2 separate regions of the Sus scrofa genome follow, and region 2 is linked to region 1. Evidence: chromatin contacts called from public Hi-C data. All regions are on one chromosome and are shown on one strand. Each heading gives the region's core, a stretch centred on a gene start, on an enhancer-like site or on the middle of the called end of the contact. The rest is flanking DNA. Distances are from core to core; before and after follow the strand shown. Region 1 overlaps C8H4orf17. Region 2 overlaps C8H4orf17.

The links. A called contact is a pair of places that touch in the nucleus more often than the background predicts.
Region 2: a Hi-C map of liver shows a contact between it and region 1, with 3 times the contacts expected there. The contact joins two enhancer-like sites. A contact is called at or near these places in 2 of 5 promoter capture datasets (both in liver) and 5 of 47 Hi-C or Micro-C datasets (fetal liver, liver and skeletal muscle).

The regions. Positions count from the first base shown.
Region 1 is chr8:121,048,011-121,053,408 of Sscrofa11.1, forward strand. All of the region lies in intron 4 of C8H4orf17, which reads right to left. Among named protein-coding and RNA genes, the nearest start is that of ADH1C, 39 kb to the right of the region's middle. Within about 2 kb of position 2,486, at least 15 of the 83 cell types and tissues checked have an H3K27ac peak or open chromatin away from gene starts, as enhancers often do. A contact at or near this core is called in liver, where this site is marked.
Region 2 is chr8:121,162,996-121,168,393 of Sscrofa11.1, forward strand. The region is part of intron 3 of C8H4orf17; the gene reads right to left. It overlaps LOC110262185 (a long non-coding RNA gene), which reads left to right. Exons shown (of 2, transcript XR_002346859.1): 2 at 2,968-3,068. Among named protein-coding and RNA genes, the nearest start is that of ADH4, 60 kb to the right of the region's middle. Within about 2 kb of position 2,011, at least 2 of the 83 cell types and tissues checked have an H3K27ac peak or open chromatin away from gene starts, as enhancers often do. A contact at or near this core is called in liver, where this site is marked.

The DNA.
Region 1 (5,398 bases), core at 1,236-3,735:
AGATCCTGGTGTATAGCACAGGGAACCATATCTAGTCACTTGTGATGGAACTTGATGGAGGATAATGTGAGGAAGAGAATGTATATATATGTATGACTGAGTCACTCTACTGTACAGCAGAATTTGACAGAACATTGTAAATCAACTATAATAAAAAAGTTTTAAAAAAAGATATATGCACCCCTATGTTCAGCACAGCACTATTCACAATAGCCAAGACATGGAAACAACTTAAGTGTCCATTGACAGATGAATGGATTAAGATGTGGTACATATATACAATGGAATACTACTCAGCCATTTAATTTTTTATAATGATTTTTATTTTTTTCCATTATAGTGTTCTGTCAATTCTCCACTATACAGCAAGGTGACCCAGTCACACATACATGTATACTCAATCATTTAAAAAGAATGAAATAAAGGCATTTGCAGCAACATGGATGCAACTAGAGAGTCTCATACTAAGTGAAGTCAGTCAGAAAAAAATGACAAATACCATATGATATCACTAATACGTGGAATTTTAAAATATGGCACAAATGAACCTATCTACAAGACAGAAACAGACTCACAGACATGGAGAACAGACTTGTGGTTGCCAAGGGGAAAGGGGAGGGAGTGGGATGGACTGGGAGTTTAGGGTTGGTATATACAAACTATTACTTTTAGAATGGATAAGCAATGAGATCCCACTATGTAGCACGGGGAACTATATCCAGTCGCCTGGGATAGAACGTGATAGACGATAACATGAGAAAAAGGGAGTTCCTGTCGTGGCACCATAGAAACGAATCCATTTAGGAACCATGAGGTTGCCGGTTTGATCCCTGGCCTTGCTCAGTGGGTTAAGGATCCGGTGTTACCGTGAGCTGTCGTCTAGGTTGTAGACGCGGCTTGGATCTGGCATTGCTGTGGCTCTGGCGTAGGCCAGCAGCTACAGCTCCAATTCAACCCCTAACCTGGGAACCTCCATATGCTGCGAGTGTGGCCCCAAAAGGACAAAAGACAAAAAAATATATATGAGAAAAAGAATGTCTATATGTATGACTGGGTCGCTTTGCTGTAAAGCGGAAATTGGCACAACATTATAAATCAACTATATTTTAATTAAAATAGTTGAATTAAATTTTAAAAAACCAACCTGGGTGTGAGTCAGTCATTGTGTTTGATTGTCATACACTGTTTACGTGTTTGTTTCCTCACAAGTCTCTCCATCTATCTCCAGCTGCTGGCAGAGAGGTAACAAGAACAGAGGGACAATAGTGTTTCTTAAATAAATGCATATTTGAAAGGTTCTTGATGCCATGAGGACTGGTTTCCTCCACAGTATATAGAAAGATGCTGGAGATGGCAGTGTTTAGCCAGGCCAAAGAGATATGAGCAAGTTCACAGTTAAAATAGGAGAGGAAATTGGAAATCATTGCTCCTTTCTCCGTGTGCCTTGTGATACTTTTTCAGCTGCCTTGTTCACTTCTCTCTTGCAGCAGAGTTGAGGAAATTGAAGCAATAGCTGAACATTTTGTGCTCGATGAAGACAAAATGAAACGCTAGACTGACTGTGCAATTTGTATAAAGCACATTTACCACGCCCAACCTAGGAACTGCTTCAGGAATAAGAGAACGTACAGAAAATGACCTGTTAATCAGCATGTAAATACTTGTCTACAAATCATTTCATAAACTGAAGAAGTTATTGGGGAAAATGCTTATCTCCCCGCTATGACTCCAACTCTTTCTTTTATATTTTATTTACATTTACCAGTTATTCATCCCACTGAATTGATCCCATTCTCACATTTTATGTTCTTCCATTTTTCCCCCAGCCCAACAATCTCTCACCTGTAATAGATTCTCAATGAATATATGTAGATTGAAATAATAGTTTAGTTCAGTGATCTCTAAGTGTTTACACTGGTGGCTGCTATAATTTTCATTTTATATTCTGTTCTTTGTTCCATTTGTTGGTGAACTTAAACCCAATTAAACCAGAAACCCTAGAATTTCATCACAGTCACACTCACACTGAATGGTCATTGCTCATTGACTTCTCTGGTGAACAACTTGGGGGCAGGACCTATGTCAGTCAGGATCCTATAGACTTAATCAAATGGCAGGAAACAGAAGACTCCCTCAAATCAGAGTTTAATTGAAGAACATTTAATAGGGGTTTTCCCAGAGATGTAGGCAGGCTGAGTCACTCAAAATTGGATGACAGAGTGTCCAAGGTCTTATTAGTGTGGGAAGCTGTTATCACATCTTGGCTAAAAGGCAAGAATTACCAGAATCTAGAAAGAGCTAGAACCATAGAAGAGGGGCTGCCTCACAGGAGGCAACAGTACCTGCCAAACTAGGGTGAGTCATGAGGAAGTCAGGAGATAAACAGCTCAACTCTCCTCCTGCCCCTGATCTTCTGCCAGTGATAGTGACTTCTTTGACTTGAACCAGAGAGATTCCAGAGGCCAGGGAGAGTTATTGTTCCTGCTGTTGGGATCAGCCTCCTGAGGACACAGAGCAGGGCAAAGACTGATCTCAAGGTCAAGCACAGGACCTTGGCCTTACTCTTCTTTTTCTCCCAAGCACCTAGCACAGGACTTGTCACCTAGGTCCCAATAGATATTTCGAAAATAAATTATGATGGGAGGGGGAGGGAGTGGGAGGAATCGGGAGCTTGGGCTTATCAGACACAACTTAGAATAGATTTACAAGGAGATCCTGCTGAATAGCATTGAGAACTTTGTCTAAATACTCATGTTGCAACAGAAGAAAGGGTGGGGGAAAAATGTAATTGTAATGTATACATGTAAGGATAACCTGACCCCCTTGCTGTACAGTGGGAAAACAAAAAAAAATTATAAAAAAAAATAAATTATTCCCTTTGAAGTATTTAGAGGTGATGCATGCTAATCCAATAGTGACTGAGAATTGCTGCTGGAATTATTTACCACCAAACACTGGTTGATCTGATCATAGGTCTCCTTCCTAGTTTTAGTGTTTCTTTAATGATTCACAATCTGTTCTGCCTTTCATTATTATAACCCCCTCATGAACGTTAGGTTTTTAAGACAGTTTGTCTACCAAACATAATTTTAAAGCAATTATTACTAATCAAAACCACATATTGTCACCCAGCTTCTCATCAGCATAAAATATCTAATGTCACCACACTACGTATATACAGCCCAACCAAAAGAAAAGCAATCTGACCTCTTAGTTCACCTCTACAGTCTTGTTAAGAAAAGACACATGCTTGTTTAATACCCTAACTAGCTCTGCATCCCTGTTACTCCCTTCTCAAAGCTTCAGGACCCTCTAAGATCAAGAACCAATAGATTGTCTTGAAATTTGATAAACTGGTGTTCTGTGGAGGAATTAAAGCCAACAGGAAATTTGCAGTGGACTTTGTGACCACCACCCTCTGCTTTTAAACATGAATACATTATATAGTTATACATTAATTTACTTTGGGGGGCTATAGAATAATGTACTGCTTAAAAGGAGATTTGAGTCTTAAAGAGGAAAAGTACTAAGGCAAAAAAAATCCATTTTCCCTGCCGTGTTAACCCGCTAAACTATGAAACACATTTGGGTCTCTAAATAGGGCATCTGCTTCCATAGCTTCTCCAATCAGTCCCACCATTTGATGTGCAGTTGGAACTGTCTTCTTATTTAACACTTTCCCTGTTTATGAAATGAGAATTTAAAAAATCTTGCTCTTTATGAACCACGGTTAGAATTCCACATACTTTTTATGGTACTACTTTGAGTATCAACCTCAGGATAATTCTCTTGCAGAAGACACGTTTCAGATTCTGGGAAAATATAAAGACCACATTCAGTTATTAGAGTTGTAGAGCTATTGCAGGCTCAAGGTTCAGTAACAGTCTGAGTCTACAGCCTGTTTCAGATTTAGCATTGGCTGGCTTCTCTCTTGAACTTTGCATCCACAACCCAGTATTTGGAAGAATCAAGGACATAGGTATTTTCATCATTAACAATTAACTTTAAAGACTTTGTACGCACTTTTTCAAGATTACTTTCTGTTAACAGTTATTACAAAATATTGGCTATATTCCCTGTGTTGTACAATACATCCTTGAACCTATCTTATACTCAATACATTGTACCTCCCACTCCCCACCCCTATGGTACCCTTCCCACCCCCTCCCCACTGGTAATTGTTAGTTTGTTCTCTAGCTATTCATTAACAGTTAGCTTTTAATGATTAATCCTGTGTATAATTAGCTCACCTTCCATTCACCCAAAGTTCAGAAACATAGTAGAAATCACCGGGAAAAACTGTGTTCAGTTTTAACAAGTATTCTCGAAGTGAAAGTCAAAGCCTGCAGTCAGAGATCCTCTGAATGAAGGGCCTTCTCTGTAGGCTGGAGATCCCTTAGGTAGTATGAGGGATTCAAGAAAACCTCATAGGCAGCTTTCCTTTCAACTGTATAGAACAGAAGTCATATTAAAGTTCAGGAACAGAGAAGTGTTCGAGAAGTGGCTGCAATGCTGCATCACCCTAATACCAACCCAGACAAAGATACCACCAAAAAAGAAAATTATAGACCAATATATCTGATGAATATAGATGCGAAAATTCTCAACAAAATTTTAGTCAACTGAACCCAATACCATACAAAAAAAATCGTACACCATGACCAAGTGGGATTATTCATCCCAGGTTCACAAGGATGGTTCGACATATGCAAATCAATCAATGTCATACACCACATTAACAAAAGAAAAGTCAAACACATGATCATCTCAATAGATGCAGAAAAAGCATTTGAAAAAGTCCAACATCCATTCATGATAAAATCTCTTACCAAAGTGGGTAGAGAGGGAACATACCTTAACATAATCAAAGCCATTTATGACAAACCCATAGCAAATATCTTACTCAATGGAGAAAAGCTGAAAGCCTTCCAACTAAAATCTGGTACAAGACAAGGATGTCTGCTCTTACCACTTTTATTCAACATAGTATTGGGAGTCCTATCCACAGCAATCAGACAAACGAAATAAATAAAAAGTATCCAAATTGGAAGGGAAGATATAAAATCGTCACTGTATGCAGATGATATGATAGTATATATAGAAAACCCTAAGGACTCCACAGAAAAACTACTTGAACTGATCAACAAATTCAGCAAAATAGTAGGATACAAGATTAACATTCAGAAATCAGTCACATTTCTGTATACTAACAATGAAATATTAGAAAATGAATAAAAAATATAATACCTTTTAAAATCACACCCCCAAAAATTAAACACCTAGGAATATACCTGACCAAGAAGGTAAAAGACTTACATGAAACATTAATTAAGGAAATTAAAGAAGATTCAAAGAAATGGAAAGATACTCCATGTTCCTGGGTTGGAAAAATTAGTAC
Region 2 (5,398 bases), core at 761-3,260, 110 kb after region 1:
AGAAAATCCAAAAGACAGACAACAGATTCAAGACATAGAGGCTTCATTTCTGACTGCAAGATTGGAGAAGCCCTTGTGGAACAGGTCACCCCTAAGTTGAGCCTTGGAAATTTATAGAACTATAACATGAACATGAGGGTAAAAGACACTGCAGAAATTGTAACTATGCATAAGAACCCATAAAAAAGAAAACAAAACTGGCATATGATAAGCCACAAACAACCCAGTTTACAAGGGCTAGATTGTGTTTGTACAGAGGAGGGAGTATAAAAGTCTTTCACTGCAAAATATTTTCTATGTAAACAAGCAAGGGTACAGAATTTTTACATCTAAAGAGAACTAGGGAGTTCCTGTGTGGCTTAGCCGGTTAAGGACCCAATGTGGTCTCCACCAGGATGTGGGTTCGATCCTGGGCCTCGCTCAGTGAGTTAAGGATCTGGTGTTACTGCAAGCTGCAGTCTAGGTCGAAGATGCAGCTGGGATCCAGTGTTGCTATGGCTGTGGCATAGGCCTGCAGCTACAGCTCCAATTTGACCCGTGGCCTGGGAAGTTCCATGTGCTGCAGGTAAGGCCATAAAAAGAAAAAAGAAAAAAAATCTTTAAATAAAGAGAACTGAGTTTCCCTAGGATATTATCTTGTCTTTCCTAGGCCTTAAAAATGCTATTGCTATGAAATGTTACCTAGCAGTGACTGACATAAATCAACAATAGATTTGGTTGAAATTATTAATGTGGACCTCATAGGCTGACTGAAATCAGTTAAGTTCCAAAGTATCCGAAAAATGTAGGTGTTGAATTGTTTGCCCTCGAAGCCACTTTTTTAGCTCTATGATGCCACCTATGCTTATATGTATATTGAGTTCAGAGCTGAGGAGATCAGGCTTATGGGCTCTGAAACAATGTGACTGAGATGGTTCTGATAGAACTCTAAAACTGACCCTTAAGTAGCTCTCCTTTAAAAAATATTTAGCTAAATGTTTCACTCTTATCCCCAGGCAGTTTTCAGATAAATATATCTTCTTGGTTGCCAATAGTGAGAAAGTCCATCTATCGGTAGTCCTAGAAAAACAATAGACATTTCCCACATTATTGACTGCAGATTTAAGCTTCACATGCATAGGAAAAGATAAGTGGGCTAATATGAAGTATGAGGCTAATATTTCATTCAATGGTGTATGTGAGAAAATCTAAACTGAATGTTAAATCACATAGATTTTCAAGCATTTTTAATTTAGTGTTTTCAAAAAAAAATTTTTTTTTTTTTGTCTTTTTCTGGGACCACAGCAGCGGCACATGGAGGTTCCCAGGCTAGGGGTCTAATCAGAGCTACAGCTGCTGGCCCACATGGAGCCACAGCAATGCTGCTGAGTCTGCAACCTACACCACAGCTCACGGCAACGCCACATCGTTAACCCACTGAGCAAGGCCAGGGATCGAACCTGCAATCTCATGGTTCCTAGTCGGATTCGTTAACCACTGAGACATGACAGGAACTCCAGTGTCCTCAAAAAATTTTAAAGACCAAGGTCACCAAAATCGTGAGTGCAAATGCAAAAGATGAATCTAATTCCCTGAGGGGATGGGACAGGTGCTAATGCTAATCTGATGGAAAACATGCATTGATTGCTAGGATGGTCACTTTTGCAGTGCAGTTTACAAGCACATAAAAAGATGGGAAAAGTTACCATTTCTGCTCTTCACATTAACTATGACTAACAGGTAGTGATTACATATAAGCCCCAGATGTTAATTTAATATAGTTATCTTCCCTACCTTGAAACCTAATTTCAGAGCTTGACCCTAGAAAAAGGTGGCTTCTTTCTAACTTATTCTCAAAGTCCTCAAGCAATTTATATTACGAATTGGACTATGAGGAAATGTTGATTCTCTTTAAATGTATTGGATTTGCTTGATAAGTATCTATGATTTAGCAACCTTAGATTTTGGCATCAATGGTAAAGTAAATGACATTACTCTTTGTACTATAAACAGTGTCTGTGGTAACAGAAGAAAATGAACTTTCATGAGGAAAATAAAATGCAGACCTACCCTGGGTTTGACTTAGACTCCTAGGCTAGAATATTATTGTCCCTTCCCAACCCCACTAACAGAAGCCATTTATAGAAACTTGGTTCCATCTCTGGCCTTGCTCAGTGGGTTAAGTATCCAGCATTGCCATGAGCTGTGGTGTAGGTCACAGACATGACTCGGATCCTGCATTGTTGTGGCTGTGGCATAGGCCGGCAGCTACAGCTCTGATTCAACCCCCAGCCTTCCATATGCTGTAGGTTCAGTCCTAAAAAGCAAAAATAAATAAATAAATATATATATATATATTTTGTAAGAGTGGTCAGTTTGAGGTCACCGGGGGCAGGGGATTGGGAGGGTAAGTTCGATGAAAGTAGTCAAAAGCTACAAACTTCCAGTTATAAAATAAGTAAGTACTAGGGATATAATGTACAACATAAGAAATATAATTAATACTGCTATACATCATATGTGAAAGTTGTTAAAGGAGTAAATCCGAAGAGTTCTCATAGCAGAGGAAAAAAAGCATTTTTTCTATTTCTTTATGTAAGTCAAATCATTATTCTGTACACATTGAACTTATACAGTATGTCAATTATATCTCAATAAAGCTGGAAGAAAAGAAAAATGCCAAAAAAAAAAAAACAAGAAGCCAAGGAGTGAAGTGCACCCTGAAACTTCTCAGGGCTCATAACTCTCTCTTGCCTATTGTTTCTGCTTCCTAGAATCAAATCCTCCGATTGCCAGTTACCCACTGGACTTGATTCAGGGGACATTTTCTGGTGCCTGTAGGGAAAGAGGGGAGATAAATGTAGAGATAACCAACGGAGACAGGTGGACAATTTTATCTTTTAAACTACTCATGCTGCAATTATTTTGTCTGACCCACATTTATGCATGCAAATCAGTCATTTCAATGTTTCAATTTTTTTGTTTCAGAATCCACTGTATCATCTTTTTTCAAGAGGAAAATGCAGCAAGAACATCCTCAGCAATGCTCGTTTCTGCCTTTACTAATAAACCTACTGATTAAAGTTTGAGACTGATTTGTAGTTCTTTTTGTACTAGTGAGTTTAATCCACTGACATTATTTTGATTACTGATATTTTTAGAATTGTTTCTTATATTGTGTGTGGGTTTTTTTTTGGGGGGGGGAGTTGTCTGTTTTCTGAAAGGTGGAGTGAGAAAGGAAGAAGCTTAGAGACCCAGAGACCCAAAGAAGATATAGGTGTAAGTTCCCTTGGTTTTCTTATGCTTTATATATTCCAGAACTGTAGGTGAATAAGCCAGAAACCTCAGAACACCAACAGGCACAGACAAAAAGAAATGCCAACAAAAACTTGCTCTCTTCAACCAAAGAATTAAGAAAGGGGCAGCCTAACAAAACACCACCTCCTGACACTACTACTGCCTTCCCTTGTCCTTAGCCATTGGACTGAGAGGTACTGCTGAGAATCCCAATAGATCTTACAGCCACTACAGACTCTCCCACAGCACTCACCAGGCCCGGCAGTTGTCAGTTGACAAGGGTACCAAGATATTCAATAGAAAAAGAATAGTCTTTTCAACAAATGGTGCCAGGACAACTGAATATCCTCACACACAAAAACAATGTTGGGTCTTCACTTCACATCATACACATATTAACGCAAAATGGATTGATGACCTAAATGTAAAAGCTAAAACTCTACAACTTAGAAAAAAAATTCATCTGTGTATATCTTCATAGCATTGGATTAGGCAATAGTTTCTTTAGATGAAACACAGAAGGAGGAGGAGGAGAAGGAGAAGAGGAAGAGGGGGAAGAGAGGGAGGCAGGGGAGGAGGAGAGGAAGAAATAGATAAGTAAGATGTCATCAAAGTCAAAAATTTGGGGGCTTCAAAGGACACTACCAAGAAAATGAAGAGACAGCTCACAGGATGGGAGAACATATTTTCAAATCATGTATTTGATAAGAGATGTATATCTAGAATAAAGAATTCTTATAACTTAATAAAAAGAACTTAATTGAAAACGGGCAAATGATCTGAATAGACATTTTCCCAAAGAAGATATACAGATGGCCAATAAGCACATGAAGAGATGTTTATTAGACATCAGAGAAATGCAAATCAAAATCATAATGAGATACCATTTTGTACCCACCAGGATGGCTATAACTTTAATAACTGCATAATATCAAATGCTGATAAGGATGTGGAGAAACCATAATCATCATACATTACCGGGGAAATGTAAAAGGGTGCAACCACTCTGGAAAACAGTCTAGCAGTTCATCAAACAATTAAACTTGAGTCATTTTCTTGGGTCACATACCAAGAGAAATAAAAAACATATGTCCATGCATGAATGATTATAGCAGCATTATTCATAATAGCCCCAAACTGGAAACAAACCAAATGTGCATTAACTGATGAATGGATAATATAGCATATCCATTCAATGGAATATTTTTTTCCCATAAAAAGAAATGAATTATTGGCATTTTCACTGTGGCACAACAGGATCAGCAGCATCTCTGCAGTGCCTGGATGAGGGTTAAATCCCCAGTCGGGCACAGTGAGTTAAAGGATCTGGCATTGCCACAGCTGCAGCATAGGGGTTGCAACTGTGGCTCAGGTCTGATCCCTGGCCCAGGAACTCTATATGCCACATGGTGGCCAAAAAAAGAAAAAGAAAGAAAGAGAACGAGAGGGAGAGAGAAAGGGAGAAAGGAAGAAAGAAAAGAAGGAAGAAATTATTGACACATGCTACAACATGGGTGAACCTTGAGGATACTATGCTAAGTGAAAGAAGTCAGTCATAGAAGACCACATATCATATGATTCCATTCATTTAAAATGTCCAGAATAGGTAAATCTATACAGACAGGAAGTAGATGAACGGTTGGGTAAGGCCAAGGTGGTGGTGGTGGTGGGGGGGTGATAAAGGGATAGAGATGTATGGGTTTCTTTCTGAAGCAATTAAAACATTCTAAAATTGATTGTGGTGATGGTTTCTCATGTCTGTGAATAAACCAAAAAAAAATGAATTATACGCTTTTTTTTTTTTTTTTTTTTTGCCTTTTAGGGCCCTACCCAAGGCATATCGAAGTTCCCAGGCTAGGGGTCAAAGCGGAGCTACAGCTGTTGACCTATGCCACAGTCACAGCAATGCAGAATCCTTAACTCACTGAGTGAGGCCAGGAATCAAGCCCATGTCCTCATGGATACTAGTTGATTCATTACCACTGAGCCATGATGGGAACTCTCAAATGGTACACTTTAAATAGGTGAATAGTAAGTGAATTACATAAATAAAGTTGTTTTAAAAAGACAGATATCAGCAGAGTGGATTTAAAACATGATTCAAATGTATGTTATCTATGAG